Regions from separate parts of the Mus musculus genome. Here regions 1, 2, 4, 5, 6 and 7 are each linked to region 3. Evidence: chromatin contacts called from public Hi-C, HiChIP or PLAC-seq and promoter capture Hi-C data. All regions are on one chromosome and are shown on one strand. Each heading gives the region's core, a stretch centred on a gene start, on an enhancer-like site or on the middle of the called end of the contact. The rest is flanking DNA. Distances are from core to core; before and after follow the strand shown.

Region 1 (2,700 bases), core at 101-2,600, 2.0 Mb before region 3:
GCCTGAGGAGTTCTGTGAGTGAGGACAGCCTGGTCTACAACGTGAGTTCCAGGACAGACAGGGCTACACAGAGAAACCCTGTTGTCAAAGTGTAATTCCACTTCCAGAGGATTTCACAAAACACCAATGAACATAAAATAAAATAATAAATTTAAAAAGCAACAAACAAACAAAACACCAAAGAACTAGGCCTGTGATGGTGCATGCCTTTAATCCTAGCACTTGCAAAGTACAGTAGGTGGATCTCTGTGAGTTCGAGGTCAGCCTGATCTACAAAGCAAGTCCAGGTCCAAGGCCCTGTTACAGAGAAACTGTCTCAAAAAATAAAACAAAACACAAATGCTAGTTAGTAATTCTAGTGGGGTTCACCCTTAGACCATTCCACAGTGGAAGTGAACAGGGAATGGGCCTTAAACCCCAGCTCCATAGGATAAAATTGCATCACCGCTCCAACAGAATGAAGATTCATTTGAGCAAGTAAGTTACTACATTCCTTGGAGGAGCTATTCCTGAACACATCAGTAAAGAGCTGGACCGCTGGAGTTCCCTGGTCCATTTTTGGCAGTGGTTGGCTAGTCCATGAATGACCCGTTATTAGACCTGTAGAAATTGCTTAATAAAGACAGATGGTTGAGCCGGGCAGTGGTGGTGCAACGCCTTTAATCCCAGCCCTTGGGAGGCAGAGGCAGGGGATTTGTGAGTTCGAGGCCTGGTCTACAGGAGTTCCAGGACTACACAGAGAAACCCTTCCTTGAAAAACCAAAACAAACGCCAAAAAAAAAAAAAAAAAAAAAAAAAAGCCGGGCGTGGTAGTGCATGACCTTTAATCCCAGCACTCAGGAGGCCGAGGAAGCCGCGGGTCCAACAAAGCAAAACAGGTTCAGAGGAAATGCATCCAATCGCTATAACCTAGCTAGGCGCACCAATAACCGCAGACGTGCTCCGCCCACACTCAGAAAGCAGGCAAGGGACCCACAACCAAAGTAGCGTTTTCCTCCTGTGTAGGGGACACCGACTGCCAGTGTAGTGACATGGACCCCCTCAGTGTGGAATAAGGGAAAGTATCCCAAAGCTTTGCCACACGGAGATTCAGATAACCATCTTGGCAGTCTCACCGCTCTTGGGTCGTCCCCTTGGCCTCAAGACCCTGCCCTCACCATTGCTGCGTTGAATGTTGATGGAGAGACCAGGAAACAGGCGTGCGTGAAGCGACTCCATGGACTCAGGAACAACAACAGGCAACACAAATGAAAGAAGCTTGGAAACCACGACTCTGCTAATACTGCGCTGTGTTAACAACGCCTAAACCGCTGCAGTTTAAATCCCGCGCGCCAGCCTCCCTACAACGTCACCAGTGCGACGCACCGCAGAGCAATGTGGGATATGTAGTCTTGGTCTCCGACTTCCGGCGCGTGGCCGGGCTCCCGAGCTCTGAGACTGATGGGAAGGGTTTTTGGTTGGTTGGTTGGTTGTTTGGTTTTTTCGTTTGTTTGTTTTGTTTTGTTTTTCTAGCTCTTGCTGTCCTGGAACTCACTCTGTAAACCAGGCTGGCCTCGAACTCAGAAATCCGCTTGCCTCTGCCTCCCGAGTGCTGGGATTAAAGGCGTGCGCCACCACGCCCAGCTGATGGGAAGGTTTTATGGCTTCTGGCCTTACCCTCCCGCTACCAGGTCGAACTTCTGCCTTTATGTAAGACTAGGAAACTTATGTATAATGTTTCAGTGAGGGCCTTGTGATTCTACAGACAGGGGTTCAAATCCTGGTTTCTTGATGATTGCTTTCTCTTTGAAATGTATACAATATTTCGAAGACACCAATTAAAAATAGTCACATGCTAGTGCTAGACATAGTGCTAGATTGGGATAGTGGAATAAACAAGACGAATGGTTCCTGTCCGTGAAACTTTTTTTTTTTTTTTTTTCCTATTAGGAACACGGGGGAAGTCATACGGTGGTGACTCGAGCCTTTAATCCTACCACTAGAGAGAGGCAAATTTGACTTCGAAGTCAGTCTGGTCTACAGCCTGAGTTCCAGAATAGCCAAGATTACACAGGGAAACCCTTTCTAGAAAAACAAAACAAAACAGAACACAAGAGAAGCGGGGTATGGTAGATCATGCCTATAATCCTAGCTCCCTGTAGATGAAGAAAAGAGAATAATTTCAAAGCCAACCTTAGCTAAGCAGCATGTTTGAGGCCAGAGTGGGCTGTGTGAAACTGTCTCAAACAAACAAACAAACAAACAAAAAAAGATGCTGGCAATGAAAAGCAGCCTACAATGCCTAAATGCTGGAATTAGCATGAATCACCATACCTGATTTTTGTCATTATTTATAATGTCTTTTTGTTTCGTAGTACTAGGTATTAACTCCAGGACTTTGTGCATGTGCCACTACTGTCCGGCTTCTAGGGGAACGTTCTTACACTGAACCACATCATTACTGCCCCAGTATGCAGACCTATGCAGACCAAGAACCCCCACCGCCCCGCGGAGGATATGTATAGTGTAAATGGTGTCTAGCCCTTGGTCTATCCAACCTTGACAAGCCTGAAGACCTGAGTTTGATCTTCTGGACCTACATGGTAGGAGAATGAACTCCCCAAAGCCTCCACAAATGTGCCATGGCATGCACCACATACACACACACACATACTAAATAAACAAGTTAAATGTAGTTACATTAAAAACAAGAATAGTGCC
Region 2 (2,700 bases), core at 4-2,503, 1.9 Mb after region 3:
AGAGTCACGAAGGGCTGGGAAATGTAGTTCAGTGGGAGAGCACTTGCCTGGCAAAGAAACTCACATACAGTGTAAGTTAGAAGAAAACTGCAGACGAAAAGGACTGCAGAGCTCAAGAAATAGGTCCAGCAGTTAAAGGGGAAGGTTCTCAAGGACGACACAGACGAGTGTTGTCCAAACTTAGACACTGCAGAGCAGGCATAGACCTGCATAAGTTTGACGGCAGGGCTGTCCTTTCCTTTTATTAGACACCAACAGGCTTGGGACCCATTATAATGTTGCAGATAACTTGTTTTGTTGTTTCAAAGTCCATCTCACTAAAACGTTCACATTTCGAATTAAACTGTTAATTATGGCTATCTCCATGGAAAACTGTTAGCTTTTCTACTGCACTATTTAACGTTTTAAACAAAAAACCCAAAGAGAAATTTTAATGAAACACACACACATTGTGGCCCCAAACAACATTTGCTCTAATGAGGATTTTCAAACGGCGTGCGAGTCTTTGGAACGGTTGCAAAGTGAGGTTGAGCATGGTAACATCAATATCATGGGAAGTTATTATTCTACAAATTTAGCACCTCCACTTAGAAAGCCTATACCAACGAGGCTTGGTCAAGTCCCGGTCCAAAGATTCTTAAGACGCTGTAAAGCAGGCATAGACATGCTCAAGTTTGGCGGTAGGGCAGTTCTTCCCTTTCATTAGCCGCTTACAGGCTTGGGTCCCATTACAACGTTGCAAACAACTTCTGCCTTTCCAAAAACTCCTCAAAGCGGCAGTCACCATTAGGAAAAGTTAGGAAGCTCACCGGGGGTTACGGTTTGCTACATCCGGGCAAACACTAAGGGGCTTGGGTAGAGGCTCGGGCTGGCCTAAGGCTGTCCAGGGGCTCAGCCGGGGGAGACACGTCAATGCTCACCTGCCGCTGTGCTAGGAAGGTCTCCCAAAGATACACCGTCCAGGAAAAGAGCAACACCGCCCCGAAGATTCGCTTCTCCGCAGGGAAGTCCCACATAGCGTCCACCGATGCCCACATCCCCATCGTCACCCTATCTCACCCGCTCCTTTAGCGTGCACCGGTGCCTCAGCGACACGCGTCCCTCGGAGAGTGCCAGCGGTGTCACAACAATACGGGTCCCTTCCGAGGGCTTCTTCAGACGCCCATTCCCTCAGCTTTGCCAGAAGTGTCACAAAGACACGATTCCCTCCAGCCTTACTCTTCAAGGACCTACTTATTTCTGCTAGAATAAGACGCCCCACCTTCCTCACTTCCGCCTGAAGAATGAGCAGCGGTGCACCTGAAATATCCCTCCGGATTCTGTGTGCAGGGATCCAATTCAAAGGTTCCGGCCTTCTTCCTGGGAACGTCAGTGTGGTCGCCGCCTCTCCTTTGCTTTGGCGGGTTACCAGAGAGGGCAATGGACCCCGGTGCTTAACCGGACCGGATAAGCCGGGTCATAGAAATATTCCCTCTAGAAGTAGCTGGGAAGGATGAGAGAGGCTCTAAAACTTTTCCTTCCTTCTATTTAGTGCCGTTCAAAGGTTAGATGTGCATCTCCAGGATAACTAACCAAACGAGGCATTTGGGGTTGTTTGGCTTGTCTTCGAAAGTTCTGGTTTTGGGAATATTAGAGATGAAAATGACTCTAGTGATTAGGATTTTCATTTACACATTTCATCTCATCCTCCCCAAGTGAAGTCAGAAGAGGCATTTACCTGTGAGTCCTGGGACTGCATTTCTAACCTCAAACAGGCAGGCTTGGTAGCCACTGCCTTTAAGCCTAGCAAGACCTTGTTTCAGACACACACTACCACCACCACCACTACCACCACCACCACACATCACCACACACCATCACAGCTCAGTACCTTTGCCTTGGAATTCAACAATGAAATAGGGTCACTATGGCCCCTGTTACTACTTTGACTTTACTTGAAACGTGAAGCCAGAATTTTTCTGACCACAAAGTAAATGTTATTTAATTAATAGTTTCTATGAACTAATAGCACTTTGTATAAACATTATTTATAGTGAATTGCGAAATCTTTAGCTCCAATTAAAATATGTAGCTCCAATTTAAAATATGGTGAGATTGTGATGCTAAAGATGTTGAGATTAAGGTTTCAAATTTCTCAACCATGACTAAATTTATCTGCATGAGCGTAATCAGTAGAAGTTACTTGACAAAGTGAATTACTTCAATATAGGATCACAGATTCTTTGGCAACCAAAAGTTCTTTTGGGGGATTTTTTGCTTTCAGCAAAATTACTGATTGAACTGTTAGCTGAACTTTGAGTTTTGTTCATGGGCCTGGGAAATATTTTGTACTTGATTGGGTGTAAGGCAAATGGCATGAAAACAGGGATCACAGGCAAGTAGAGACATAGCTCTAACAAGTGCCATTTCCTCAGGTAGAAGGTCTTCAGAGAGGAGGCTTCGTCCCTGTCCTCCTTTTCCATGGCTGGTTGGATGTTTTGTACTGGCACCCATCATGGTGTTGTAGAGTCCTGTGGAAAAACACAAGCATAGCCTAGCCCTTGTGTCAACAAAGGGTGGATGCCACTGTGATGTTAGGGACTCTCTCCATTGTACCAATGGAAGAGTGGTATTCCTAGGTAGGTAAGCCCAATGTTTATAGGTAGGGCTTAATCCCTGATCAAAGGTGAGGAAGTTTAGGTGAAAATGGGCCTCTGCCAG
Region 3 (2,700 bases), core at 187-2,686:
GGTAGGTAAAGACACTACCGACCAAGTTGAACATAATATGCAAGGTTAAGTTCCAGGGAACAGGCAGTACATACACCCATTCTTTCTGGCCAGCACTGCATATGGCATATTACACAGTAGCCCATAACAGCTCATATTTTTTAAAGGTCCTACAGAGCACTCGACCTAGGGCTAAGCGGTCCAATGCACCATCTCAATTCATTTTTACAGCACCTCTGCCTCCCGAGTGCTGGGGTTGAAGGCATGAGCCGCTACATCTAGCTCAACTATTAATTTCTCATACTTACTTTAGAAATGATGAAACTGAAACTCTGAGAAATCAAGTCACGTGCCTAAGAGCACACAGTAGGTGGCAAAACTGAAGCCCAAGTTGATTCCTCCAAAGCTGAGGTTTTTAACCATTCCACCAGGACTGGAGGTAGAGACGGTGCTACGGCACTTAGGAAATGAGAAGGCACCTCTCTGAAGAGGGCAGGGAGGGAGCTTCACTGAAGAGGTGAAATTTAAACTATGACTTGCAAAATAGACAGATGAGCAGGACCAAGGCTGGCAGAGACGGAGAGTCCATCCCTGACTGAAAAGGCAGTGTGGAAATAACACAAAGTCACCTTGCATTACAAAGATCGGAGGGAGAAGAGACCTAGTGCATGTGGGGTTTTCTTCCTCGGAGCTCAGCAGCACAGAGTCGCCAGCAAGAGTGCGGAGGAGGGATGAGTTCTAAGAACAAGGCAAGAAGATGAGGCTTGGTGATCACAGACGATGAAGGACAAGAGCCTGGATTAGAAGGAAGAGACCAAGCTGGGGTCCGAAAGATTAAAGTTCTAGATCCGGGTTCGAGTCAAGGGTACCGGGAGTAACTTGGAAGGACCGGGGACAGAGTGTGAAAAATTAAGGAAGCACTCACCGGAGCTACATAGCGATTCAGAGACGGATCATCAAAGGAGCCAAAGAATCTGAGGTGGCCTGGGAGAGGGGACAAAGGCTGCAGCAGTGTCCAAAGAGCCTAGTTAAGTGGGGAAGGAGGATAAAGCTGGAGGAGTCAGCTGGGAAAGCTGAAGGACGAGAGTTGGGTTCAGAGATGTCCATGAGGTTGGGACTGGAGCTGGAAGAGTACAAGGGGCGACTCTAAAGACACGGTGTGTGGGAGGGGCATGGAGTGGTCCAAGGCCAACAGTAAGGCAGGGAGGGTAGTAAGACTGGGTCATCCGAGGACTGGGGACGTGATCGCAGCGGAGGGACACACGGTACCCGGCGGCCTTTGGGACTCGCAAAACAGCAACTTCCCAAACATCAGCCTTCAAGGCCTTCGCAAGAGCGAAGGGGCCAGGCTCGAAGCGCCCCGTGCCTCGCGTTCGCCTCCCCCATAACCCCCACGTCACCTCTACACAGCCGCGACCCACTTCACTCCCGCGGCTCGGTCAGGGACAGCGGCGCCTCGGTGGGCGGGGGAAGGAGCCGGAGCCGGAACCCAGAGAGGATCCGCCTTCACAGCGTTCGGATTGGATCCTGGGAACGTTCTTCCTCTCTATTGGCTATACTAACTGTCACACTGCACAAGACCTAGTAGGACGGCCAATAAACATTGGTTTAGTGCGCGGCATGCTGGGAGTTGTAGTTCGGAGGTTTGCTTCGCTGAAAACATTTGCCCAGTTCAGAACTCAGCGGTGAAGCTGTCATCACTTCTAAGGTCATCAGGTTTCTTTTCTTTTTGTCTTTTGAAGCGGTGGCCCTCGATAGAAACCTCGCAGTTCATTTAAAGTTTATAGTTTAAAATTAAAAGGACATGTACCAGGAAAGGAATTTAAAAATAAAGTAGTTCGATCTCTTTGTCCGAGAAGCTAAGTGTCCTCTCCCAAGGAATGACCTCCAGCCAGGTCGGCCAGTGGCCCAACGTAGGTTTTGGTTTTTTTTTTCTGTGTCCTATGTGATCCTGTTAACCCAAAAGTCTCGCATCAATCTGGATATAATAGACCAGTAAGTTATCCAGAGATGGTTTTTGTTTGGTTGGCTGGTTGTTGTTTTTCCCAGATTTTATTTTGAAGAACAATAAAGATTAAGAACTTGAAAGATAAAGAGGATAAAGAAAGTTGATGTGTAAGCTAACTACGAGCTTTTCCTGTTTGTGTGGTCTTTCAATGGTTGTCTTTGTAGCTGGTAAAGCTTTAGAGCTAGTGATGACCCGGTGATTAAGAACACTTACAGCTCTTTCAGGGGACCTGGATTCCCAGCGCCCACATCAGGTAGTTTATAACCACCTGTAACTCCAGATCCAAGGGATCCAATGCCCAATTCTGGACAATTTGAGAACCTGCACACAAGAACACACACTCACACACACACACACACACACACACACACAAAATCAGGAAAGAAAAAAGAGAGGGTCAAGTTTTATAATCCCACCTCTCTCCTCTATAAAATTCCTAGCACAACTATTGTAAGGATATAAGGACTGAGTGGATAGACAGACAGTCAGACAAATAGGCAGACACACAGACAAACATTTCCTGCTTCTACAAATAGCTCTATTCTCTATTGGTAAATTCTCTCAATAGGTAAGACTAGCATGAGTTAGTTAGCCAATAGGATTGGCTACTCAAGCAATTATGTTTGGAGCTGAGGATGTGTGTGACGTGTAAGTATCTATTACACACTATTAGTTTATAAATTGATAAAAATAAAACATCAAAAGTCAGACTC
Region 4 (2,700 bases), core at 190-2,689, 1.6 Mb before region 3:
ATTATCTTTTCATTGCCCATCCCTTCCATTTCCTTTCCTATAGAAAAGCTCCTTGAGGATATGGATTTTATATGTCTTACCATGAAACCATCAGCAACAGACAGTGCCCAATTCTGAAGTATAAACACGCATTGACGAATGGGCCAATCCAGGTTAATGTTTATGTAACGATAAGAAGAAGAAGCTCCAGTTTTAGTTCCAAGATTTGGGGACAGGCAATCGTGGCTCTCCTTTTCTCAGTTGGGGTGAGTGATATCTGTCTCTGTTGCAGTTTACTCCTTCATTTGTCAGAAACACATTATTGCATAGCTGCTCTATGACTGACACCATACTGGGTATAAGCCATGCAGCATGAACAATATGGAAATGAATAGCTATCTTAAACGAGTTTCAATTCCTGGGAGAGAGATGGCAGGGAGACAATTGTAAAGTGCTGTGCTCAGTTCTGTAGGTTCACAGTAGAACCATCTAACCCATTATGTGCATGAGATTAAAGAAGGCATTCTCTGATATGGGGATTACAGGCATTTCCAGCTCAGGCAGGAACCATTATATTAAGATCTCAGAGGTGGCAGGGTCCAGAACTGATATTAGCTGTCTTAAAGGAAAATAGCAGGTGGCAGACAGAGGAGCTTGGTAACTGAAGATGGCTCCTAAGATGGATCTGACTGAGAGGCTGTCAAAATCACCAGTGGCTTAAGACTGATGCTTCCCATTTCATAACGTGGATTCCCAGAGAAGCACAGCTAAGATGGAGACACTCACCCATCGCTTTAGGTGAAGTTCTCCCCAGCTGCCTGGAGAGACTGACTGTGAAAGACCCACTACAGCTATGGCCAGAAACCTTGTTAACCCTGACAGTTCCTCTGAGGGCCTCAACAAGCCAGAAGCTTCCTCCTCAGAAAGGCCCTTCAGAAATCTCAGCATTTTCTTTTTAGCTGAATTCGCCTCCCTTCTTTCCAGATTTCCCTCAGGCCCGCATCAGAAAGTAGATAACGATTACTTGTTGACAATGAATCACAGAAAAGTGTCGCCTAAAGAGAATGTCTCCTAAGCCCATACTCACCGAATGCCTACAGTCAAGGTGGGGAAAATAAGTAGAGCATCTGGGTCATTTTAGGCCTGACGAAGATTTCGGGTTATTTTATTATTATCATTTATTTATTTTTTAAGAAAACCCCTTTCACTGTTTAGAAGTGACCCTCCCTTTCTCTTTTGAATACGTGGCTCCTCTAAACTACAAGTCCCACAAGGCCCAGAGCCAACGGTCACCATCTTGACACACCTTAACGCGCATGTCGGCGGGAGAGAGAGCGTTTGGAGAGAAGAAGCCCCGCCTTACTCCAGCTCATTGGCCAAAGGCGCTAGCAGCGGGCTCAGCGGTTGGCTACCACGCCCGCCCGTCCACCGCGTCGGTCGGGGTCAGAGTGCGCGGAGGTGAGTCGGTGTGTTGTGGACTCGTGGTGCTGGCTGCCGCTGTTGAGGCTGCCTGGAACGGGCTGTGGGAAGCGGGCGGAGCTGGCCCTGCTTCTGCCTGGCCAGCGCCGCAGGCGGCGCGGGCCGTGCCCGCTGCCGTCAACTGCCCGGAGCGTCTGCTGAGGCCGAGGGAGACGCCGGGGCCTGCACCTGGAGAGAGCCTGCCGTGCTGGCCCGGAGGAGGGGGCGTTGCCATGGCGACAGCCTCTCCGGCAGCTGACGGGGGGCGGGGGCGGCCCTGGGAAGGAGGGCTGGTCTCCTGGCCCCCTGCCCCTCCCCTTACGCTTCCCTGGACCTGGATGGGCCCGAGCTGGGGGCAACACCCTGGGGTGGGTGAGATTGAGAGGGCCCCCAGCTTGGGCCCTGGTTAATGCATGCGGGGTGTGGGTCGTGGCGCGCACACTTAAGGAGCCTGGGATTCTGGCCTGGTGCTCACCCTGGATGTTAGAACTCTGGGCGAAGGGATAGCTGGGGAGGGCGGTGGGGGAGCTCGGCTTTGCGAGAGAGACTGGGTGAGTTGATGAAAGGGCCTGGTTTGAGATTTCTGGAGAAGGAGAGAGGTTTGACCAGATAAAGTAGAAGATTAAGGAATTATTTATAGACTACCCCCTCCGCATCTTGGCACAGGCACACATGCTAGCACTTTACTTCCTTGTAAGTCACAAGCTGTGGGTAATAATGGTGGACAGAGGTGGACAGAGTGGAGAAAGAGCCTTAACCCAGGTAGCTTTTTGTATGTCTTTATTGCAAGTGGTCCAGCAACAGGTGTCTTCTTAAAACAAAGAAAGCATGACTTGGGTTGAGTTCTTGTGAAATGTCAGCTGCTCGACGTTGGCCTGGAAGATGCTGGGTATGGGGCCCCTCATCTGGAGATACAGAGCTTGCCCCTCAGGCTGGATTTCGCAATGACTGGGGCCAATAATTGTCTCTGACCATTTTTGTGGCTTGCATTTGCTAGTGCATTTCATTGGTTTCCCAGCCCAAGGGCAGCAAAACATGAATCCCATTGGCCAAAGACTAAGCTATTTAACTGTAGTAGATTGTGATTGGCCGAATGATTTTTGACTGTAGAGTTTGTACCAGAAAACTGGCTTCATCAAATTCAGCTTTATTCTGACTTTATCATACACAGTATACCTTGTTTTAGTGGGCTCGGTCTTGGACCTTAAGTATATTATACTTGAATCGCCCACCATTTAAAAGCCAATTTATAACAGTGACTTG
Region 5 (2,700 bases), core at 133-2,632, 1.7 Mb after region 3:
CACTGCCAATATCTGTGTGACTGTAAAATATACTCATACACCCAGGTAAGCACGCGAAACAAGGTCTATTACTCCTGAGTTTGTCTCACCTGCCCTCTGAACTGAAAGTTAAGAGAGATCAATTTTAAGGGGGAAGTGGGGTAACTCAGTTGGTAGAATGTTTGTCTAGCAAGCACAAAGCTCTGATCCTATATTCTTCTTAGACCAGTGAAAATTTCATATATAACATCTCAAAACTAGCATGATCCCAAATCCTGTAACCCCCAACTTCCCAATTATGCAAATACATTCTACAGCTGACTTTCTGATTCTACTTAATGTAATGTTAAAATGGCATTCAGCCTCTAAAAGTTGATACACCTGTCCAGTGGGATCCGGCTGTTTACCTGTTTCCCACTCTCCATTTCAGAACCCAGAATGGAGTCTGGAGTTCTACACTAATCCTCCGGGTTTCAAAACCCAAATTCTTACAGCAGGCTCCCTAATCCGATTCTGTCCTTCTGGTCCTCACTCCCACTACTTCCATACCATGCACTCAGACTTCTACTCAGGGTCATTCCCAAGCTGGATCAATTTCCAAGTCTAGCACCCCTAGGTCTCGAAGACACTTCTGTTCCGTGTTTACAAAGCAGGGGCTTGCACACCCCATCTTGTAGTTGACCGTGCCTCTGGTATTAGTAGTGACCCCTCCCCGTTGCAGGCCACACGCCAGGCTACCACTCTCTTTCTCCTCTGGGCCTCCGGCTCCGTCCCGGAGACTCCCCGCCACGCTGGCATTAGAGGGACCGTCGCCCTGCCGCCAGAGCCTGAGCAGCTAGCATCCCGACAGCCGCCAATTCCTTCATCACCCCCCAGGCCGGAGCCGGCGTGACCAATAAGGTGCCAGGTCCGCGGCCTCCCCGCCGCCGACCAATCACGAGCGAGCCCCCCCGCCGTCGCCTTCCGCCAATGGGAGAAAGCCCGCGGGCCCAGGCGCACGGACCCCGCGAGCGCAGCCGCGACGACAGCGGCGGGCCCGGCGAACACATAACATGGCGGCGGCAGAGCCGACCGAAGTGCAGCGGCGGCCGCAGAGGGAAGGGAGCTCTCCGCCATTGGCGGGAAGCACCGCCCTCACTGCCGGCCGCCCCCTCTCTCTCTCCCCTCCTCACCCAAGCTTTCATACACTCACAGGCCTCTACTCCGGCGTCCAGCGAAGAAAGCAGCCGCCCCCGCGCTGCTGCGCCGTCGGGCAATGCAGAGGCCCGGGCGCGGCGGAGGGGAGGGGGAAGCGTGCGTCACGAAAAACCGGAGCGCGTGCGGAGCGGGGGCGCAAACAAGATGGCGGCCGCGCCGTTTGTACCGTCTCCCCTGCCCCTCCCCCCACTCCGCGCCTCGACTCCCAGCAACGCGTAGTGCGCAGCGGCTGAGGTGCCTGAAGTCTCGCGAGAATTGTCTTGCCTGGCCAAGCGGGATAGTGAGAGCGGAGACTTTTGGGGCCCCGCCCCTTCCCAGGGGCGCGGGAGGCGTTTCTCGGTGACCTCCGAGGACGTTCTATATCCTTGAAGCTCTCAGCTAGGATGCGCTCGCTTCTGGGTTTTAGGAAATAGTTTTCCGTGTTTTGTTCTTCAAGGAAATGAATGGTAGGGAGAGAAGAACTTCGCGGGCATGGAAAATTTAAAAAGCCGCCTGGGGCTCAGCAAACCGGACGACCTGAATTCGATTCTTGGAACCCAGGATGGACCAGAAGAACAGAGTCCTGAAAGCTGAACTCTGATCATTAATGTGCGACGCGCGCGCGCACACACACACACACACACACACACACACACACACACACACACACACCAGTAAGTGAAGAAATAAAATTTCCAAACAACCAAAAAGGTGACATTTTAAAACGTTAAAATTGGCATAAAAAGGGCTGGAGAGATGGCTCAGTGGTTAAGAGCACTGACTGCTCTTCTGAAGGTCCTGAGTTCAAATCCCAGCAACCACATGGTGGCTTACAACCATCCGTAATGACATCTGATGCCCTCTGGTGTGTCAGAAGACAGCTACAGTGTACTTACATAAAATAATAAATATTTTTTTTAAAAATTGGCATAAAAAATTAAAGAGTTGGGAGGTGGCTCAGTAAAGTGCTTCCTACAAGCATTAAGACCTGCATTAGCCCCCCCAACACTCCATAAGCCACTAGCACAGTAGTCTCCCATACCTGAAAGGCTTGAAAAGAAACCTGCCAGCCTAGCTAAATAAGCAAGCTCCTGGTTCAGTGGGAGGCCCAGTCTATACAAATAGGTTGGGGCCAGCGCGGTAGAACTGAAATTCCAGCACCTGGGAAGACGGAAGCAAGAGGGTCTGTGAGTTCAACGCCAGCCTTGTCGAGTTCCAGGACTTCCAGAATTACGCAGGGAAATCCTGTGTCAAAAAATAGGGTGAAGTTTCCACTGAAGACATCTAGATGTTGCCTTCTATGGGCGAATGCATTCCATGCAAATACATTAACACAATATGTATGGCTTGGTGTGGTAATACATGCCTCTAATCTTGGCACTTTAGGCTGAATATGGAAGCCAACCATTTTGGGGAGGTGGGGGTGGGGATGGGGAAGTGTAGTATTTCACAAGGCCTGTCTATAACTGGTTGTCCGGTGCTCATTATGTAGTCCACACTGACCTTAAACTCAGCTAAATCTTCCTTACTTAGCCTCGGGGTCCT
Region 6 (2,700 bases), core at 185-2,684, 1.8 Mb after region 3:
TTGTGTGTGTAGCTCTGGCTGTCCTAGAACTTATTCTCAAGCTGCTGAGATTAAAGGCTATACCACCACTGCCTGGCAGACTTTTGACTTCTTTTTTTTTTTATTTTTTTTTTTTATTTTTAAAGATTTATTTATTTATTTATTATATATAAGTACACTGTAGCTGTCTTCAGACACACCAGAAGAGGGCATCAGATCTCATTACAGATGGTTGTGAGCCACCATGTGGTTGCTGGGATTTGAACTCCGGACCTCTAAAAGAGCAGTCAGTGCTCTTAACCTCTGAGCCATCTCTCCAGCCCCCTTGACTTCTTAAAGATATAGAAATATCTACTAATATTCATATTAAATATTTTATATATGAATATATGTTTTAAAAGTTTTAAAACAGATAAAGCTGAAAATTATTAGGTGAAAAATTAAATGAGATAGATGTTCAGAAAATACCAGATCGGCATCAAGAGTCTAGGGATCCTGAAGATACAGATTTTGAATCTAATCTTGAAACGTCCAGTAGAATTTGCTGGTATGCTATTTGTTTGTTTGTTTCTTTCTTTCTTTATTTTCTGGTTTTTCGAGACAGGGTTTCTCTGTGTAGCCCTGGCTGTCCTGGAACTCACTCTAGACCAGGCTGGCCTCGAACTCAGAAATCCGCCTGCCTCTGCCTCCTGAGTGCTGGGATTAAAGGCGTGCACCACCACGCCCGGTTCTGCTATTTGTTTCTTGAATAATCTTGGGCACATTTCAAAAATTCTCTGATGAGACTGGCACATCTTTAAAATGTATACTGGTAAGCTAATCCTTCAATGCCCACAGAGCTAAAACAGTACAGATATTAACTAACACACAATAAATGTGGCTTTCCTTCCAAAGGCATTGATGGGTCTACTATGTATCTATTTGCTCTGAAAAGTTCAGGAGAGAGGCAACTCGTACTCACCTGGGCCTTAGTTGATTTCCCTCCTCACAGGGAAGAGCATGTATTAAAACGAGGGGAGATGGGGAGGCACCTTGCTATGATGGAATGTGGACTTCTGTTCTCTTCACCTGACCACTCCTTCACATTATGGTGTTTCCACTTGAGTCACACTGCTAGGGCAGCTGCGTGTCATAAATCCTCCTAACACTGGCCTCTCCAAGGGTAAGGTCTCCAGGCGGTAAGTTCTGCTCTCCAGGTTCCCAGCCGCAGCCTGAGGTCGGAGGCCCTGCCTTGCTGATGGCTTCCGGCTGCCTGCTGCTGCCTTCATCCTCTGCGTCCTGACTCGTTACAGGCCTTCCACGCAGGCAGGCGTGTGCTTTCCACTCAGCCCCCAGCCCCAGTCCCCCTGGTGTGCCCAAGCGCAAAGACTCAATCGCGGGCCCAAAATGCACAGAACAAAAACCCGAATGAGGGGCGTGCCTGAAAGGGGCAGCCCCTTAGCTCTTCACCCCTGTCCCAGAATTCCCGGCGGCGGTTGGAGGCCCGCCCCTTTTCATGTCACACCCCTCCCCACCCACCAGGCCCCTGGTTCTCGCGACACTGGGGCTGAGTGGGCGTCTGCAGTCCGCTGTATTTCCTTATCCACCAGTGCCTAGTGCAGGCTGTTACCGTCTCGTTCTCTTACGCCCGCCCGGTGAGAGGACGGTCATGGTGGTCGTCTCGCTGTCCCCAGTGCAGCTGGCCTCTGACACCCTTGGAGCCCGAATCCGGATCTTAGCACCTGACATCAGCTTTCCCAGCTTAGTGAACAATCATGAACTCAAGCTTCAAAGACGCTGGCAGTTGTCAGTGTCTTATTTTATTTTATTTATTTCTTATCCTTTTTATTGGCCTCCAATTTGGGTTACTCCTGCCTCTGCTTTTTCGGTGCTGGAATTACAAGCCATTGTGCCCTTATGCCCAGATTCTTTTTAAAGATTAAAAAAAATGTTTTGTTTTTTCCTTTATGTGTATGAATGTTTTCCCTGCATGCATGTCTGTGGTTCATATCTTCTTGGTGCCCTCGGGAGCCAGAAGAGGGCCTCAGAGTTACAGAAGGGTTGAGTCACATGGGCACAGAGAAACAAACTAAGGTCCTCTGTAAGAGCAGCTAGTGCTCTTAACCTCTGAGCCTTTGAAAAATACTTCCCAGCATCTATGGTGACCCACACCAAAAATCTCAGCGCTGGGACTCTAGACTTGAGTCTAAAGTCCAGAAGGATAAAGCCTAGCTGTTAGGTTCATTTAGTTAATTCAGTCACCAGTTTAAGGGGTTCACCAGAATCAGGGTTTTATAAAGTGTATTGTATCAGGGGGAGGATGAACAGATTCCAAACAAGGAACTTGCGTAGGAAAAAAAAAAAAAAAAAAAAGAGGAAATTTCCAAATGTGGAGTAAAACCCATGAAATACTATCTTCAATCACAGTGGGAGCAAAGATAAAAGAGAAGCACTTGTGCCCCTCCCTTTGGCAGTATGGAAGCAGTAGAACCCCCCCCCCCACCCCCCCACCCCCCCCCCCCCCCCCGCCACCCACCATTCAGAGGAGAACTTACCTCCCAGGAAGAGACTTCATAGGATCCTTACAGCTTGTCAGACCACTCTGCAGAAGACACAAGCTGAGACAACTGTGGACAGGACTGTTCCTTGATCTGCTTAGTTGTACATCCCTCTTGCTTTGTTTAAACCTAAACCACATGTCAGAACCCCAAAGACAGTCTTGGAAATCATTAGGCCTCTGTG
Region 7 (2,700 bases), core at 36-2,535, 1.4 Mb after region 3:
AATATTCCAAAAGCCACAAAGAGCCAGTTGGAGAGGACCCATTCCCTAACGTTTACAAACTACCTATTATGGGAGAGCTACTCACATGCTGGGGGTACCACAAACTTAAGTCAAATGTGGGTCCAACTTAAGTATCTCCGGGAGAGATGACCTGGACTGAGGGAGGATCCAGGAGCTCCTTTTGAAAACCTGCCTTGTAATGGGCCCGTAAGGCTGACTGACTGAAATGAGCTAGGAATCAGGCAAAGCATGAACAAGCAGGTGAGCCCACAGGATGCACCAAGAAAAAAAGATTAGGGCAAAGGGATGGCCAGGGGCCAGTCCATGGGCAAAGTTGAATGTCCACGCTGCACTTTTTTTTCTGAAGATGACAAGACACAAAAGGTTTTTCAAGTACAGGAGCTATAATATAGAGCAAGGGGCACCAGATAAATTCACGAATGAAAAATGTGAAAGCTTTTGTTAAAAAAAAAAAAAAATGAAGTTGGTGAAAATCAGGCTCAGGATCCACCGCAGATGTGCTGAAATCTAAATCTAGCCCCGAAGTGCCTGATGCCCGGGTTCGCACCGCCGTAAAAAGTGGGACGAGAACCACAGCAGCACCCACCCGCGTCACCCGGCTGCTGAGGATTTAAAATAATGAGTGTGGACGTAAGGCAGCCACGCTGACGTAGTGGCCTCAAGAACGCCAGCATCTTCGCGCTGGGCTGGAAAGAGAGACAGCAGCTGGGTAGCCTGGGCCGTGAGGCCCAGCGAACCTACAAGCCCCTTCCTCCCGCGCGCCGGGCAGCGCCGGGAGGAGCTCAAGGCCGCCAGTCGGGCCCCATCACAGGCTGGGGCTCTGGGAGACCCCTCCGCGGCGGCACACCGCGCTCTCTACCTCACCAAGCCCGGCTGCCCGCGTCGCCGGACTCGGCCCCTTTCCTTAGCCGGGCCACGCGGCCCGCGCGCGGGAGCCGGCAGCTCGCGTTCCGGGACTGCCCGCCCCACTCCCGTTAGAGATGCAGCCCATTGGGCAGAACGCCGGGCCAGCTCTCCCCTGATTGGTGAGAAGAGACGTTTATCGCCCCGGCGGCGTGGCCGTCCGCGCCGGGCTCTGTCGGCGCCACAGGCTCTTGCACCCGGGAGCCGTTCCACCGGGATCCCTGAAGTCTGCCTACCTGAGGCCGGCTTCGGAGTCTCGTGTCAGCCACAGCAAGGCCGGCGCGCGCGTGGTGAGCCTCGGGCAGCCAGTGCTCGGCCGGGCCGCATGCGCCAGCCGTCTTTCTGAGAGGCGGGCTCTAGGCGGTGCGCACGCAGAGGGCGGGGAGAGGCGGGCCCAGGGGAGGGTGGGGCTAGGGCGCGCATGCGCGGGACGTCTCGCCGCAGCTTGTTGAGTGGCTACTGCGGGTGGGTCTCGGGAGTTGTGGGTTCTGTGGGCTTCCTCGCCCGAGGTCTAGAGGATGCTGGTGACTCGCATCTAACCGGAACCCTGAGGGCCTTTGCCTGGTCCCGCAATAGCCGGTGGACACTCTCACCTCCCATCCGCCTTCCCTCAGGCTGCGGGCCAAATCATCTCGTGCTCTCGCCCCGCACCGCCGCCTTCTCCCGGTGCCTGCTTGTCTCCCTCTTAGGCCGGGCCGCTTGGCTTCACGTCCTAGCCAGCTGCCTTTCCACACAACGCACCCTGACGGTGCCTGCATTAGAACAACTGTCGCGAGCCTACTTCCATCCGGCACTAAATGTAGAGAGGCAAACGAGCCCACTTCTAACAAGTCATGGGGATTTTCACAGACGATTGGGACTTGGGGAGTTAGTGTACAGCGGGTTCTGAACACGTAGCAGAAACGTTTACTGGCAAGGAAGGGAGGGAGGAATAGAAAATGAGGCAGAAGAAAAAGTCTGTGTGCACATTCCAGGCGAGGTCCAGAAGAGCCTTGCAGAGTGAACAGTGCAGGCTGGAGAGGTTGGAAGGGCAGCTCTATGCAGAGCGTTGTAGGCAAAAGATTTACAGCACCCAAGGTGATGATTTTGTCTTTTGAATACTACATAAACCCATGTGAGTTTTTAATACCCTCCACCCTGCAAAAACTACACAAAGGTTTCCTTAGGAAGTACCTTGTACCTTGAACTCCATCCAGGAGGCTTGTTTCCTTCCATTAGGAGTAATTTATTGCTTTTTTTTTTCTTCTGTCTTTGCTGAAAGAGTTAAAGAAAAGGTATGCCTCCCATGACCATACTGGTTTTTTTCAGGAAAATGACTCAAACAAGTAGAATTCCAAGAAACCACTTAGGAGAATTCTACAGGGGCTTCTCTCGGAGACTTCCGGATTCTTTCAGATCCCAACCAACAGCATGCTCTGAGTCTGCCCAAATACCCAAACTGCTCTGCTCCAAGAAGCTTCCATAAGAGGTACAAAACTGAACTCCTCCCCCAGTCGCTCTTCTGGGGGACCCCTTCACTCCCCTCCACTCTCCCATATTCTCTTTGATGGTCTTGCTTTCCATTTCACCAAGAAAATGCAAGCCAACAAGAGAACTTCTGTCTACCAGCCTGCTTTCATGTGTGCGAGCAGCATGGTCTTTCATCTTGGTACTTCAGACAAGTGGCTGCAGTGGAGAGGGCAGCCCCCCTCTTCTCACTGCTTCAGGTGCCATACAACTCACCGATGCCTGGGATGTCTCCCCTCCACATCACCAGTTTTCTCCTTCTACTACCCC

Evidence for each region. Promoter capture Hi-C pulls out the DNA fragments that hold promoters and counts their contacts. Hi-C and Micro-C count contacts between places; a contact is called where the count stands out from the background. HiChIP or PLAC-seq counts read pairs in DNA pulled down with a chosen protein or histone mark.
Region 1: a promoter capture Hi-C map of pre-B cells shows a contact between it and region 3, with 4 times the contacts expected there. The contact joins the promoter of Kif2c here to the promoter of Zfp691 in region 3. A contact is called at or near these places in 2 of 39 promoter capture datasets (hippocampal neurons and pre-B cells).
Region 2: a contact with region 3 is called in a Hi-C map of B cells, with 7 read pairs. The contact joins the promoter of Zmpste24 here to the promoter of Zfp691 in region 3. A contact is called at or near these places in 3 of 39 promoter capture datasets (liver, pre-B cells and second pharyngeal arch cranial neural crest) and 1 of 484 Hi-C or Micro-C datasets (B cells).
Region 4: a contact with region 3 is called in an H3K27ac HiChIP or PLAC-seq map of microglia, with 4 times the contacts expected there. The contact joins the promoter of Eri3 here to the promoter of Zfp691 in region 3. A contact is called at or near these places in 1 of 39 promoter capture datasets (pre-B cells), 1 of 484 Hi-C or Micro-C datasets (CD8 T cells) and 1 of 115 datasets of contacts at active chromatin or transcription factors (microglia).
Region 5: a contact with region 3 is called in a Hi-C map of muscle stem cells, with 4 times the contacts expected there. The contact joins the promoter of Nfyc here to the promoter of Zfp691 in region 3. A contact is called at or near these places in 4 of 39 promoter capture datasets (the C10 cell line, cranial neural crest, liver and 1 more), 1 of 484 Hi-C or Micro-C datasets (muscle stem cells) and 1 of 115 datasets of contacts at active chromatin or transcription factors (astrocytes).
Region 6: a contact with region 3 is called in a promoter capture Hi-C map of pre-B cells, with 2.4 times the contacts expected there. The contact joins the promoter of Exo5 here to the promoter of Zfp691 in region 3. A contact is called at or near these places in 2 of 39 promoter capture datasets (cranial neural crest and pre-B cells).
Region 7: a contact with region 3 is called in a promoter capture Hi-C map of pre-B cells, with 2.3 times the contacts expected there. The contact joins the promoter of Ctps here to the promoter of Zfp691 in region 3. A contact is called at or near these places in 1 of 39 promoter capture datasets (pre-B cells), 1 of 484 Hi-C or Micro-C datasets (B cells), 1 of 115 datasets of contacts at active chromatin or transcription factors (astrocytes) and 1 of 9 other capture datasets (liver).

Annotation. Positions count from the first base shown.
Region 1 is chr4:117,181,274-117,183,973 of GRCm38.p6, forward strand. It overlaps Kif2c (kinesin family member 2C), which reads right to left and starts at 1,351. Exons shown (of 20, transcript NM_134471.4): 1 at 1,158-1,351. The coding sequence starts at 1,218.
Region 2 is chr4:121,096,957-121,099,656 of GRCm38.p6, forward strand. It overlaps Zmpste24 (zinc metallopeptidase, STE24), which reads right to left and starts at 1,254. Exons shown (of 10, transcript NM_172700.3): 1 at 921-1,254. The coding sequence starts at 1,043.
Region 3 is chr4:119,172,759-119,175,458 of GRCm38.p6, forward strand. Zfp691 (zinc finger protein 691) reads right to left here and starts at 1,437. Exons shown (of 2, transcript NM_001145936.1): 1 at 1,380-1,437. Ermap (erythroblast membrane-associated protein) reads right to left here. Exons shown (of 13, transcript NM_013848.3): 13 at 2,699-2,700.
Region 4 is chr4:117,548,926-117,551,625 of GRCm38.p6, forward strand. Eri3 (exoribonuclease 3) reads left to right here and starts at 1,440. Exons shown (of 9, transcript NM_080469.4): 1 at 1,440-1,805. The coding sequence starts at 1,671.
Region 5 is chr4:120,824,359-120,827,058 of GRCm38.p6, forward strand. Nfyc (nuclear transcription factor-Y gamma) reads right to left here and starts at 1,383. Exons shown (of 10, transcript NM_008692.4): 1 at 1,172-1,383.
Region 6 is chr4:120,923,571-120,926,270 of GRCm38.p6, forward strand. It overlaps Exo5 (exonuclease 5), which reads right to left and starts at 1,435. Exons shown (of 2, transcript NM_028457.2): 1 at 941-1,435.
Region 7 is chr4:120,568,991-120,571,690 of GRCm38.p6, forward strand. Ctps (cytidine 5'-triphosphate synthase) reads right to left here and starts at 1,286. Exons shown (of 19, transcript NM_016748.2): 1 at 1,161-1,286.